2 separate regions of the Rattus norvegicus genome follow, and region 1 is linked to region 2. Evidence: chromatin contacts called from public Hi-C data. All regions are on one chromosome and are shown on one strand. Each heading gives the region's core, a stretch centred on a gene start, on an enhancer-like site or on the middle of the called end of the contact. The rest is flanking DNA. Distances are from core to core; before and after follow the strand shown. Region 1 overlaps Cwc27 (CWC27 spliceosome associated cyclophilin). Region 2 overlaps Cwc27 (CWC27 spliceosome associated cyclophilin).

Region 1 (2,700 bases), core at 9-2,508, 130 kb before region 2:
GCAGCTAAAGAGACTGGTGAAAGCTCTGACTTAAACAGACACTGCTGGTCGTGGTTTGTAGACGGTACAGCCAAAGGCAGAGTGCTAACCAGTTTAACAGACCCTGCTGGTCATGGTTTGTAGACGGTACAGTCAAAGGCAGAGTGCTAACCAGTTTAACAGACCCTGCTGGTCATGGTTTGTAGACGGTACAGTCAAAGGCAGAGTGCTAACCAGTTTGCTTTGTGCTGATTTCATCTTCGAGCCTACGTTACCTCCCCAAAGCTTAGTCACCACACAGCATCATCTTGGGGTTTAGGCATGCAGGATCGGACATTGGAGAGCCACTAATATTTGGTAAGGAGAGAGGAGAGGAGACTAACAGACATTTATCAGTGTCTGAGCGTGAGAGGTGGTGGCTACCTAAAGGGGTTCTGGACTCTTAAGGGGAGAAGTGTGAGTCAGAGGCATGTCTGTCCTGTCGTCTGAGGCCTAGTTCTTATGTGACTTCTTAGATACTTGCATCCTAGACAATGTCTAGTGAAAGTTTACTTTTGACATACTGTTAGCACACTTTAAATCCTAAATCACTACGTTTATGAGTACTTTGTACATTCACAGTATTAGGAATAAAACCTTTATTGAAGTACTTGTAAGCCCTCTAAGGAAAGTAAATTTAGGAAAATTAATTCTCTAAAAGTGCTTTTAAATTTAAGGTAAGAACTTCACATGGCAGAAGGAGAAAACTGATGCCCAAAAGTTGTCCTCTGACTTCTGTATTTGTAGAGGTCATTTAAAACAAATGTTTATTATTAAGTTTTGAATAAATATAAGCATTATGAATATTAGTTGATTTTAATCTTTTCTGTAAAGTAATTGATAAATGTTCCTAGAAATATGAAGCAAACATTTATTTCTAACTACTTCTCTCTTCACTCAAAGGTTCTGTCCATGCCCTTCACTCCCTCCCATCTCTGAAGAGGCTCTATGATGAAATGAGCTCGTCAGAATTCTTGGTATAGGCTCATAAAAACTTAAACCCCATTTCTCCTCATGTGTGCCCAAGGCTGGATAAAGGCTTAAAATGTTCACTTTCCCTCCTGTCAACCCAAGCTGGTTGAGTATCTCTGGAAGTGGAAAGTTTTAGCCTAAAGCTTAATGTAATGAGTTGTGTTTGCCTGTAGGTGGCACTCAGTGGCTACAAGTTAGTCATGTAAAAGCCAATTGAGTTTCCTGCCCTGCTTTTTATTTCCTGCATCCGTGTACTGATTCAAAATAGCTAGTTAAACATTAGCATCAGATGGAGGGAGAGACCAGTCAGATACCATTTGTTGTAACGATTGCAGTCATACGAAATCACTGCCTTTCACGGTGTAGTTTCTGTTCTGCAGGAGCAGTACCAAGTAGTAAGACACAAGTATTAAAGTTGAGGAAGAAGACCTTATGAATTGGTTAAGCTTTAAATTATGAAACATATTAACATAAAGTCAAAAGTGATATATTCATAACTCCTGAGGGCTGGATGAAAAATAAGCTAACACTAAATTTAGTCCCTTTCATATTCCTCTGTTGAGTTTACAATGTTTGACTAGGATGTCTCGTGGAAGTTTGAGTGATTTCCCCTGTAGGAATTCTAGCCCTCTCAGGAAAATGTTCCGCAGACTTTAAGGTTGTGTGAATAGATACACATATCAGAGAGATGGGCTACTTTTGATTGAAATCACACTTAGAAAGTTAAGTTTTCCATGGTATATAAGTGGTTTTCTTTCCTTTACAAATTAAAAAAGGTAACCTGGTAATTACATTTCAAAAAATAAAGGTAACACATTAAAAAAATGACAATATAATTTTTAAAGCATAGTAAAATTTAAAAGCTCAAATCACGTGTGCATTCTAGCAAGTAAACTTAGAGCTCCTGAAGTGTGGCTTCCAGATGTCCCCACCATGATCTCAGTACCTTACAGGCCAGGATGGAACCGAGCAGTCGGAGGGCGCTTCCTCCTCTTACCCTAGTGCTGTGGAATGAGGCAGGGAGTGGAAAGAGGGAAAGAAACAGAAATACCTGGCTTAAATTCTGGATAATTAGTCTACATATAAGACTTGTAATTATTTCTTTGGTCTGAAGTAATAGTGGTCTAAATGTGTTTTCAGCAAACATTTTGGTTGGACGCAGATATGAAGGTCTAACTCGGTCCTGCTTTTAATAATATCTGCATATGTAAGAGCTGTTATGAAACATAAAGATACAGGAGAAATGTTTTCTGTCTGCAGAAGCTCACTCTCTAATTGGTGTTGTTTGGATGCTTCTCCAGAGTTCACTTGTAGCAGTATTAGAGATGGGCTCTTAACGATTAGAGATCGTTAGGGCCCGAGGACAGTCACACTAATTAGTGTGATTATTCAAGGATGGGTTAGGTATCTATCTTAGCATTGGATGCTGGTAAAAGAGTTTGCTCACTTGGTCCTCCCTCACACACTCATGCTCTTGCTTCTGTCATCAGTCACCTCACCAGCTACACGAAACTTCAGTGTGGACCTCCCACACTTAAGGTCTCACGATCCAGCTTCAGAATGTTCTGTTCTCAGCAAACACAAGTCCTGAAAGTTCAAGAATTGTAGACAGTATGGCATATGCTTTATTGTACATGCGTGTGAAGTGTCACAGGCAGTGAGTAAGTGATGTATATTCACAAAATACACCAAATTAGGAAAAGCAAAAGA
Region 2 (2,700 bases), core at 67-2,566:
TCATGTTGCTCTGCAAACAGTCCTCTGACACATCATTTAAAAACCAAGATGAGGCTTTAATATAACGTAGATGCACAGAACGCCTAGATCTGAGCTCCCTCCCACAGGCTACTGTTGTGCAAGTGTCTGATGGGAAATGCAGCTGGAGTCAGTGGGTATTTTTATACTTTATAGTCCAGTTGGAATCCAATCTAAGAATCAGGGTAAATTTTAACTGTATTGTTCCCAGAAACTTGCTATCCTACACATTTCTCAGATTAGCTGAAAGAAAAACACAGGAAAAACATTCTGTGTTATTTAAGAATTACCGTAAACCCCTTAGTAATATGAAGCTATGAGGCTAAGTATAGAGGAAAAAAAATAACACTTCTATCTAAGTAAGATGGGATTCAACTTGGTTACTCTCAACTCTGAGATACAATTTTAGTAACCCCTGAACACTTTGACTGAATTTTATGAAACTGGAGGCTTATTGACCACCAGATGGAGCCAGTATTATTTTATTTTTACATAAAAATACCCTGGATGGTGCTCCAAAAAATGAAGACAAAAAATCCCAGGCTCTGGAAATTGCCAAAATGAAGTTTTACTCATAATAAAGTAAACATTTTAGGTTTCTCTGTCTAGTTTTTGTGAATGTTTGTGTATATATAGAAGATACTACTTCTTATTCAATTATTTTTATCATAATCCTGACATGTATCCTTTAGACAAAGTAAGGATTTATATTGTGGTTGTGTGATAAATATTATGTGACTTTTTATGAAAAATGGTAAATTGTGGATTGCATTGTACAGTCATTTAGATATCACAGACACTTTCTATTATAATTATTGCCATGACAGATTTCAAAAGAAAGGGCGTGTGGCCGGGTGGGAGAACTGTGTCTTTTGTTCCCAGCAGCTTCCTAAGGGAGAAGGTGAAGATGGTGAATGGTTGCAACTCCTGCAGTTTGTACCCACAAGACCTGGTGCCATAGGCATTTATCAGTGATAACTGCTTCAAGTTGACTATCAATTTAACAAGAGTCATAAATCTGATAGATATATCCTTATAACTCGATATAATTAATCAACTGCCTATTGAAAAAGTCTATATATTCTGGGACTCTAGGACCTTGAACAGTCCTCAAAGACCCATTCTGTCCAGCAAAAGGAAAGATGACTGTAGACATTGTTGTAATTTGATACCTTCAAATGATCATTTGTCCCTGTTGCTATTACTGTTTACTGTCCACATAATACAATACAAGGCCTATGCAAGGCTAGGGACAGGCTGTGAATTTACACCTGAAACGCTCCAGACAAAAGCAGTTATCATACTGTGCCCCTTGGACTTACGGTCTGTGTTAAAGGTGTGAGCACAGGGGAGCTGAGATTAGGGGCAATGTAGGAACAACCGTGAAAAGGGTTTGCGGACAGGAATCATTTGAGGAAACCTACTATGTGGCACCCTCTTGTACTCATTCACTGTCCATGCAGCCATATCTTTGAAACTAGAGGGGAGTATGGGGCCTCTTTTTATATCCATTTTATTTACTGGATATGGTTGTGTTACCTCATGCCTTGGCATGTTCAATTACAACTTTCCTTTTCTTTTTGTTTCTCTCTTTCTCTAACAACTAAGATATTTAAAAGTTCATTATTTTGGAGCCAGAGTACATAGCTGTAATATACTGCACTCCCATCCATCTATGAGATACATGATTTAACCCTTTGTTACCTTAATGTACCAATCAACAAAATGGGATTAATAGCATGCCTTTTTTTATACAGTTGTTGGTTGTAATTCACTTACTAGTGTTTGGCACATAGTAAGTATTTACTTTAAATGTTTATTATCATGTTACTTATTTTTAAGTGTGACACTCTTCCTGGATTTAAGTTCTGATAAATTAAAATTTTGATGAAAAATATTTTGTCATTTCCAGACTATATGATAAACACAGTTACACATTAGTGGACTCTGTCCCTTTGGCTATTCAAATATGTTTACTAGTGTTATTGTATCACCTTCAGTTACAAAAAGGGTTTATTTATTATGGAAATTTAACAAAATATTCTTTGAGGTGATGGATCCAGAGCCACTTAAAACCATTCTGTAAGTAGGCTTCCAGCATATATAAGCCATTGCTTGCTTGCTTTGTTTAATGTATGTGTTTGTTACTTGTGGACAGAGCTGCTAGCTCCTTGAGTTCTGGTCCCAGAGCCATAGAAGATATAAACTCTTTTATCTCTAGAATGAAGTTTATAGGTTGATAGCATGAGTTTATTTGCTAGGTAGACAAGAAATTCAAATGGAAAAGAAGGTTACATTTACTCACTAGTTTATAGAGAGAGGGATAAGGACGTTCTCTGTAACAGGTAAAAACGATAGTATTTCTCTCCTCTTATTATAGTTGGGTCATAAGTCGAGGCTGTGACTCCCATGGAACACTGAGTAACTTTACTCACTTAGCACTTAGTTGCATCATCTATAAGCTTAGAACTTAGACTGAAAGAGGTCTCTGCTTGCTGTCTGGCTCTGGTACTCAAGGTGTGAGGGCATGGTTCTGGTGATGCTCCCTGAGCCCTGTCAAGAACCTGGACTGCCTTTGTCTCATAGGGAGCTAGCTAATACAGTTACATTCTTATTCTAATGCTATAACAGGAGATATAGTGGTATTCTACATATGAATCCAAATGCTGGTGCTAACATTAT

The links. A called contact is a pair of places that touch in the nucleus more often than the background predicts.
Region 1: a Hi-C map of hepatocytes shows a contact between it and region 2, with 2.1 times the contacts expected there. The contact joins two enhancer-like sites. A contact is called at or near these places in 6 of 12 Hi-C or Micro-C datasets (the A7r5 cell line, the Rat2 cell line, Schwann cells and 3 more).

The regions. Positions count from the first base shown.
Region 1 is chr2:37,678,454-37,681,153 of GRCr8, reverse strand. The region is part of intron 10 of Cwc27 (CWC27 spliceosome associated cyclophilin); the gene reads left to right. Among named protein-coding and RNA genes, the nearest start is that of Cwc27, 30 kb to the left of the region's middle. Within about 2 kb of position 1,258, at least 7 of the 93 cell types and tissues checked have an H3K27ac peak or open chromatin away from gene starts, as enhancers often do.
Region 2 is chr2:37,548,572-37,551,271 of GRCr8, reverse strand. All of the region lies in intron 11 of Cwc27 (CWC27 spliceosome associated cyclophilin), which reads left to right. Among named protein-coding and RNA genes, the nearest start is that of Cwc27, 160 kb to the left of the region's middle. Within about 2 kb of position 1,316, at least 1 of the 93 cell types and tissues checked has an H3K27ac peak or open chromatin away from gene starts, as enhancers often do.